Regions from separate parts of the Zea mays genome. Here region 1 is linked to region 2. A link is a contact called in public Hi-C data. All regions are on one chromosome and are shown on one strand. Each heading gives the region's core, a stretch centred on a gene start, on an enhancer-like site or on the middle of the called end of the contact. The rest is flanking DNA. Distances are from core to core; before and after follow the strand shown.

Evidence for each region. Hi-C and Micro-C count contacts between places; a contact is called where the count stands out from the background.
Region 1: a Hi-C map of leaf shows a contact between it and region 2, with 7 times the contacts expected there. The contact joins the promoter of LOC100280943 here to the promoter of LOC100284794 in region 2. A contact is called at or near these places in 3 of 25 Hi-C or Micro-C datasets (ear, leaf and tassel).

The regions. Positions count from the first base shown.
Region 1 is chr1:296,578,550-296,583,424 of Zm-B73-REFERENCE-NAM-5.0, reverse strand. LOC100280943 (50S ribosomal protein L4-like) reads left to right here and starts at 2,395. Exons shown (of 7, transcript NM_001374362.1): 1 at 2,395-2,562; 2 at 3,756-3,873; 3 at 4,158-4,306; 4 at 4,438-4,545; 5 at 4,652-4,771. The coding sequence starts at 2,452.
Region 2 is chr1:296,209,959-296,214,328 of Zm-B73-REFERENCE-NAM-5.0, reverse strand. LOC100284794 (riboflavin kinase family protein) reads left to right here and starts at 1,557. Exons shown (of 5, transcript NM_001157689.2): 1 at 1,557-1,871; 2 at 4,011-4,156. The coding sequence starts at 1,708.

The DNA.
Region 1 (4,875 bases), core at 1,146-3,645, 370 kb before region 2:
TAAGCGGAGGATCCATCCATCTCCATCATGATGGAAGCTGGTTGGGCAGGGCAGCAAAGACGATAACCGTCGGGTTGAGGCCACCGACGGCGTAGAAGTGTCCATTTGGTTAAGCAAGCGTTGTACTCTAGAGTCTAGAGGACGCAACACCATTGACGAGCCGAGCCGAGGACCCTATCCCTATCGATCGACGTCGTCCATGCATGATGACTGCGGCCTTGAGCCCTTGGCAACGACGCGGCCCCAGCTCGCGTCTTCGGGAGTCTGGCTGGCGGGTGACGGCGATAGTACAGTGAACCCATACATCGACGCCTCGTCGGGTTCAAGACCTACTACTTCAGCGGCGCTAGCGCTGCTTCCGATTGTGGTGTGCATCCTTGGCGGCGAGCGCCGACAAGCTAATTTGAGTGTAGGGGTGGAAATTTGGCTCGGCCTCGGTGAGCTTCGTCTCGAACCGAGCCAGCTAGCGAGCCAAAATTAGCCCGAGCCGAGTTGTTTCTTCGGCTCGTCAGAACTGCGAGAACTGAGCTAACAACGTCAAATATACTATTATACTATATTATTATTATTATGTTTTGAACTATTTTATTAAATTTCTTGAATTTGATACGTGATACACTTATATTGTAGTCTAAAAAAATATTATACATAATTTTTTATTTTATATATAATAAAAAATATATAATTTATACTCTAAACATGATTTAGTGTGAGTCTCGCGAGCCGTTACCGAGCCGATTCTCTCAGTCAAGCTGCAACATAACCGAGCCGAGCCTAGCTCGCCTCGTAGCTGCACCAAGCCGCGTCGGGCTCGGCTCAGCTCGTTTCCATCCCTATTTGAGTTTATTGCTGCCGCCGTCTTAAACCTTCCGTCCCTTCCTTGTTCGTAGGGCACAAAACGAACTAAATTTTTGCCATTCTAGCAATGTTCTTGTAAAGCTTTTCCATAGTTGCATTGACAGCAGGTTCTTCGGAACATATATCATGTCCAAGTTTTTCATAATAAAGTTATCTCCAGCAGCTTTTAGGACATGTACAATATAGATACCACGGCACGGTCCTCCAAGTATAAAACACACCTAAGACACAGTTCAGTACAAAAAGACATATCTAAAATCTTACATCTTAATTAATGTTTCAAATTCATCGTATTAAATGGTGACTGATCCATTGTGCACTTGTATACACTGCAGGTTCACACCGTTGTTTTCTGACTTTATACTGCTGTTCAGAGTAGCGCATTGCTGAACAAACTGAACCTCCGAACCTCAAACTGAATTACTCACTTTGCTGAATAAACTGATGAGGATCTAGACAACAGTTTCAGAATGCTACAGTATTTTCAGAGTAGCGCTTGAGATGCAGATATGGTAAAATCAAAGGGGTGAACTAGAGAAGTTGCTTTGGCATGTTGTGGGAAAAGAAATGATGTTACAGTTCACATTCAGGTGCAGAAAATTAAGGTAACGAGAGAGCCCAGAGGTCTGCAGAGGGCAGAGGCTGATGAAAATGCATCAGAGGAGAGTGAAAATGCATTCAGACACAGATAATAATTAAAACCAATAATTAGATGTATCACATAGAGGTTTCAACATAAATGTATCACATAGCTGATAAATTTTGCAATATGAAATATACATATATGATTGATCTAATGTCCATCGTATCGTTGCCATACTTCACTAATCAGAGGATAGTGAAGTGTGTGCCGGCGGGGGAGGGGGTTCGGGAGGGGATGTTGTTGCCAGCAGCAAGGGGAACGTGAATGGGGAATCTCGCGGTGGGGGAGGGCATCTGGAAGAGAGGGGTAACGGCAGTTGGACGTGGAGCCGGAAGGGATGGCGGCGGCGACGGCCGGGTGACGAACGGGAGAACCTGTTTTTTTTTATTCATGGCAAAACGGATGGATGAGACTAGTGATGCAAAAGTGATGACCAAACAGATGAACGGGAGCACCGAATGCCGAAGAGACGACCAGCGTTGTACAACGAAGCGACAACATCGTATCTTTGCCTCGAGCCATGCGCGAGGAACGGTGGCTTCGCCAAGGATCGAGTCTTCGGAAATTTTACAGTTACCTCCCTAGACACGGTATAAGACACGCCGTGTTAAACAACGCTGTACATACCCTTATATTTCATCTTCTACTCCAAACTCTATGGTGTAAACGGTGCTGCAACAACGACGTAACGTAATGGCATAGACCTAGACCGGCAGCTATCGGCCCACCCATCTCGACCGAGCGGTCCTACATGAACATGTGGCGCCGCGGCCCGGGAGCAGGCCGTAGTCTGTGTGGGCTTGAGCGCGTGCTGTTGCTGAAAGGCCCAAGCGAACAAGCAAAAGGGAGGGACAGCCCACGCGGATCGGTGTGCGTGGCTCCGCGCTCCCTTCCGCCGCCAGTCCGCCGGCTCAACTCCAGCCGCCGCGTGCCCCTCCTCTCCCCACCCGATGCGGGCCCTCGCGCGCGCCGCGTCGCTGCTCCGCCGCGCCGCGGGGTCCGCGCCTACTACGGCGTCGCTGTACCATCCGCCGCGGAACGTAGGCCCTTGCCTCGTGAAGGTCTGGACCCCTCCCTCCTTCCCCATGTCCTCGGTGCGGCGTATCGCAAACCCACTCGACTGATTCGACAAAAGGGATTAACAAATCTAGGTGGTTCTAGAATCCAGAGGGATTCGGGTGGGCCGGAGCCGCGACTGTTTGTGGGCAAGTGTTAAGCAGCAGCTGCTCTTGCGTTCGGATGCTTGGTCTCTTGTAGAATGGGAAATGGGCCTGCTTCAGGCTGGAGTTGTGGTTTAGGTGCAGCATTGCTCATCCACTTGCCTGAATCCTGATTCGTAGGAAAAAAAAAGAGTATTCAAGCTTGATTGAAATCTAGTGGTTTAGCAAACATCTGATGATTTCACTCAACTGCAATTATGTTCACTCTTGAGGATTGTGCTAGTTTGCGTATTTACAAGGATCGCTCAATGCCAAGGCTTGTGATGGGAAGCGAAAGTATAGTCCCTTTTCAATCTAAGCACGCGCACACACACAGGTGTCAATTTTGTGTCTGGTGCCTTGCTTGAGAAACATCTAGCACATCCAGCTACGAATTTGCTACATTAGTTGTGGTAATAGGTGGCAATCCTGTTTTTCAGTTGAACATTAATCCAATTGCTTCTTCCATTCATTCCGTTACTTGTGCGGCTAGTCCTGTAAATTTGTCTGTTTACCTCATGCTGCATTCAGTTGCCATTCAACAAGGCCTTCGGGGACAAGATATTTTACATCTGGCTTTATTATCAAACTTTATATCTGAATATATCTTGGATTAGTGGATTACATGTGATGACAGATGCTTTACCTGCCCCCTAAAACTTGCTCTGCTCATTGTCTTTCTGTTCCTGTTTTTCCTTTTGCTTTGCTGAACCCAAACCTGTTTTATTTCGTTCTTGTTAACGGAAATGGCGACAGCCTTGCTTTGAAACATGCGCTGGAAAGCTACAACTATTACATCCTCCAATCTTCTGTAGTTTTTTTCATTAACTTATTTGACAGGAATGCATAAATCATATTTGTCCTGTTAGCATTTTGGGTATCAAGATTTCAACATAGAAGTTTTATTATATTTTTGCCAAGATCTAACTTGTTGCACCCAATCATCTGTTAAGAAATCTTTATCCTTTCTCTGTTTGAAAATGTGTTTTTTGTATATTTGATTGCACGTGAGTTCTGCATTGACCTTTTGTTTTAAATACTTGTTCCATTTCCAGAATCTGCCAGGTTTCTTTTTCAATGGGTATTCTACTCTTTTGGCTCCACCAAATGAAGTGTTGATTCCACCAGAACTCCTTTCTAGCAGGACTGTGTGGACACCAGATCGGGAGCTTGGTGAGTTCTCCCCTATGGACTAATTTCAAATCACCATTTTAGTGGATTTGTCTCAACACTAGTCTTCTGAATTTTCTTTTAACGACAAATGATATATCATATGACTTACCATTTTATCTTTTGCCAGCTAAAGCTTTGGTTACTGTTTCTTATCTAACCAGACCAAAATTCATGAATGAAACTTCACTTCTGCAGTATTGCAATTATTTATGAATAATGTTGATTTTATTTTGAATTAAGAATATGCTGGATTTTAATTCCTCTGGCTTGTTATAATATTGCAGGGCAGTATGAAGACCTGGTAGCTAGGGTCACAAACTTCCATAATGAGGACAAGGGCTTCATGGTTTTGGATGGCGATGTTTTTGATGTTCCAATTAGGAAGGACATTGTTCACCGAGTAGTAAGGTGGCAGCTTGCTAAAAGACAGCAGGTGCACCAATAGGATCACTTAATATTTTTTTACTTGGCCTTCACTTATGGAAATCTTGGACTGATGCATATCATCTTGACAAAATGACAGTTTTGTATTCTAATAAATTAGGCCCTTCTTTGTCTTTACAGGGGACACACTCAACTAAAACTATCAGTGAAGTTAGTGGCACTGGAAGAAAGCCTTACCCGCAAAAAGGAACCGGAAAAGCACGACATGGAACACTGCGCGGTGCCCAGGTTAGTTATTATATTTGCGTGAATAATATACATATATTCATATTGAGATTGCTTGAAACATACTACCCAGTTTGGAGTTCAGTCAACTAATTTATGAACATAACAGTTTCGTGGTGGTGCAACCATGCATGGGCCTAAACCTCGAAGCCATGCAATCAAGCTGCAGAAGAAAGTACGGCGGCTGGGGCTTAAGATTGCCTTGTCTGCTCGAACTGCTGAGGGGAAGGTATTTGCTACCTACTAAATTAATGTTTATGTGCTTTATGTGCTCATTTTTGGTTAATAAATGTTACTATATCTACGAAATTATTACTGGCAAATGAATTTCTA
Region 2 (4,370 bases), core at 308-2,807:
CCATACTTGTACTAACCCTTAACAAGTTTTTGTGGCTTAAGTTTAAGTTTTTACAGGATCACCTATTCACCCCCCCTCTAGGTGCTCTCAAGGTTAGGTTATCCACTCGATCAGTCAATGACCAAAGGAGTGAGCGAGCCACCAGTGGGCCAGCGTTAGAAAAGGGAATCGAAAGGCTCAGGTGGGGAGTGAGCTGAGAAGTGGTTAGATCAAAACCTAGTTTTTATCAGATTTGGCTCCGCCTACTATATAAAAGTTTGTTTATTTTATTGTATATATAAACATTAGTATAAGAGATTACAAAAATTAAGGTGGGGCCATTGACCACCTTGCCCACCCCTTGGGTCCGCCTCTGCCGGTACTTGTAGCCCAACATTTAGCTCATTCATATAGTGGTTAGCGCTTTACTATTAACACAGAAGCTAAATTGTCTCTCTCATAAAGTTTCTTGTTTCTTGTGTCAAAGCCGGCTGTAAGTTTACAACACGCTTCTTCTCCCTCCTCTTTAGTCTCCTCCACCTCAACATTTAATCAGTTTATAGCCTCTTATTATGCTTGCTCTAAGTGAGTAGAAAGCTCAAAGCCAAACCGTCACTCAGTGCTACATAGTGTTAGGCCATTTCTCGGTCATTAAATGACATACCAAATAGGTAAACAAGATAACCTGCCATACAATTTAATGAATATAGATATGATAGAGTTTTACGGTTGAGGAGATGATTTCACGAGGATGAAACTCTGTATACAATGTTTCTTAGACAAATGTTGACATGGTATCTTGTAAATAGTGATGAAACTGTATAGTGAGAATGACCATAGCGTTTGGGGACATAGTATTTTTCTAGTTCCAAGGTAATACTTTAGTATTTGAGCATACAATTATAATTTAGGTGGAAAGATGTCTGAAAGCATATATTTTAAATTATGGTCTCACCAATATCATAATTTTTTCCGGGTCTAAAAACTTTGGTCTAGATAAAAAATCGCTGGTGCATGGCTGCAGTTTACTTTTTTTCCTCTTCTGTGGTGCAACTAAAATATTGTGTCTTCAAACAGGTGTTAGATTAGATTGATGTAAAATACACCATGGTTGTGTCATATCATGACATTCGATAAATTGTGGTATTGTAAATGTGGTTTTAAAAACAGTGTCCCAAATTAGGCCCGTAATCGTCAATATTGAGAATAAAAATAATCTTTTATGGCTTTACTTTTTTTATCTATTGTATTTTATACGACATGTGCATGACATTTTAATAAGTACAATAGTTAGAATAAGGATGGATGGGAAATCTCGTGTCCGCTGTCAGTGTTTCAGAACACGACGATGGCGCGGTGAGACTTGAGAGGAGGACCGAGCGACGAGCGTTCCGAGTTGCGCAACTCGTGCGTGTGCGCAGTTGTGTTATACTTTTATGGGCTTAGCTGGGCCCTCGGGCCTCTGTCATACGGCCTGCTAGATGAGTCTGTGAGATGAGATCGCCATTGGATCGAGCGGACGGTGAAAATCGTCCGACTGTAGCCTAGTCGACGGATTTGATCCCGCAGGCCGCAGCGCAGCGGCCGTGTCCGCTGCCGCCACCAGCCACCGGCCACAGCCAGGCAGCCAGCTCGCGTCGAAGAGGACGACGTGGCCCGCCAAGCTCCCCTGCCAAAAGAAACAGGAGTGCCCGCGTCGTCGCCTAGTCGGTGCGTGGTGGGAGTGGTATGGAGAGGGGCGCCGCCACGGCCGCCGCGGCGCTCGGCTGCGCCCTCCGCTCCCCTTCCCCCTCCGCGTCCCCGGCTCCCCGGTGGCCGCCGCTCCACCGCTGCCCACGGCGCGGCCCGCCCGGGCCTCCCCGCTCCCTCCTGCCGCCCGCGCGGCGTTTCAGGTACCGAGCTGTCTTCTGTCCTTGTTGTAGGGGAGCTGTTCCGCGATTCCTTTCGGTTGGTGCCAGCGCGCGGTTGCTTACTTGTTAGATGTTCGACGAAACGACTGTCCCATCGAGCATTTCTGTCTATACTGGAATGGGAGGATAAGCTTGTTGGACTATCCGAGCCTGAGCATCAGGATGCTGCTGACATTTCATTGAGGGGTTAAGTCCTCTATGGCGAACCACACTAAGGTTTCAAAAAGGCACGGGAATTTATGTGCTTTGACTTTCTAGTGCTAGCAAACTATAATCTTGTATTTGATGTAAGGAACCGAAGTTTGCTTGTCTCGTGTACATGAGAGGTTGGATCTAAACATATAGTAAGCATTATGTTATGCTTGTGCAATTTGGGAAGACAATGTGTCATGTTGCTGCCCCCAAAAGGCTCTATCAGGTACCTGTGATATCCTGACCCTGGGATGGTGATGTCCTGACCTAAGACTTAATAAAATTAATAGAGTATACATACCAATAAAGTGTATCTTCTTTTTCGGAAGTCTATCTCGAAAGAATCTCTAAGTTAAGCGTGTTTAGCTTCGAGCAATTTGGGATGAGTGACCGACCGAGAAGTTTTCTCGGGTGCGCATGCGTGAGGACAAAGTGTGCATAAAAGACCCGTATTGGTCTGTGGGGACAATATATGATCCTAGAGAGCTTCCAGGAGTAAGTACCGCCGGTCCAGGGATTGGATGGGGGTGTTATAAGTGGTATCAGAGCTAACCCTCGAGGTTTCACGGGCATGTGTGGGTTAGAGATTCGGGTATATGGCGCATGTGGGCCCAGAGTGATCACATGACATGTCATTTGACGACACTAGACACATAGACGTGGCTAAGAGGGGAGGTTGCTGGGTTGGGGTTGACCGACGAGGACGTCGGTCTTCTAGGGGGGTGGATTGTGATATCCTGGCCCCTGGGATGGTGATATCCTGGTCTAAGGCTTAATAGAATTAATAGAGTATTTATACCAATAAGGTGTATCTTCTTTTTCGTAAGACTATCTCAAAAGAACCTCTAAATTAAGCGTGACTGACTTGGAGCAATTTGTGATGGGTGACCGACCGAAAAGTTTTCTCGAGTGCGCATGAGTGAGGACAAAGTGTGCACAAAAGACCCATGTTGGTCCGTGGGGACAATACATGATCGTAGAGAGCTACCAGGAGTAAGTATCGCCGGTCCAGGGATTGGACGGGGTGTTACCCCCGCTGCTTCAAACCATAAGTCGTTTTGTTTTGTCCTAAGTCAAGCTTGTTTACCTTTGATCAAAGTTATAGAAAAAAATATTCATCCACATTATCAAATAGATGCACGGTCAAAATGTTTTCAATGCTTTAACTAATGTACCCCTTGTTTGTTGTTGTATATGTTTGCGCATTTTTCTATAAACTTGGCCAAAGTTAGATTGCTAGAAAAGTTTGGCTTAATACAAAGCTAGAACACCTTCCAATTTGGAACGAAGGATTTAGGAGCGGCCAAGCTGGGCTGTTTTCCATGTCAGGTCAACCAAAAGGGAGGTGTGACTACTTGTGCAATGGGGTTTGAAAAATAAGGTAGAGCCACAAGCAAAGTTTTTTTTTAAAAAAAAATGGTAGAACCACCATGTTTGGTTTAATTGTTCCCTAATTATTACTAATGCAACTTAGGTAGCCCTGAAGGTTAGCAATTACTTTATTTTTGTTTATTTGAACTTTATATAAGTTCCTTAGAATGGCAGCCCGATGTAGTGGTGAGAGCTGTCTCAATGAGTCACCAGGTCGCGGATTCGAAGCAGCCTCTCTGCATTTGCGGAGGGGAGGCTTGCCTCGGTTTATCCTTTCCTTAGACCCCACTCGTGTGAGAGCCTCCGGCACCAGATCTGCCATTTTTATATATGAGATCCTTGATCCAAATTGGAGTATGGAAAGAACCTACCAAATGCTTAAAACCGAAAAGTTATCCTCTCCTAACACTACGATTCCTACCTAGTTACCAAAATGAGTATTTTTCGGTTTACATTAGTACATTTTCTCAGTTTGGTTATCATGGCTAACTGTTTAGTCTTAAATCTTTGGTATCTTTCAGATTTTGATAATACACTTATGTACTTCAATCAATGCAGGCCCCTAGACATGAAGAAGGGACATAGTAGGAACTCACCGAAGACCTTCAGCTCATCTGGACACTCGGGGGTTAGACTAAACAACGAAGGTCTTGTCAACGACAGGCTCCTAATAGATTGTGGAGAGGATCAGGATTGTGTGCTCGGTAAGTTCTATATGGAGTTATGGACAATTTATTAATACTGTATAGAACAATTTATTATACTGTCCAAGTTACAAAATGCTACTTTGATTTATGAACACAATTGATATCATGCACCTCTAGAAGGTGATTTTTGGCTTATTGCAGCTCAAACTGTTTTGCATGTAACTGTCTATTCATAAGTAAAGTTAATAAAATGTACTCTATGGTTTTCTAC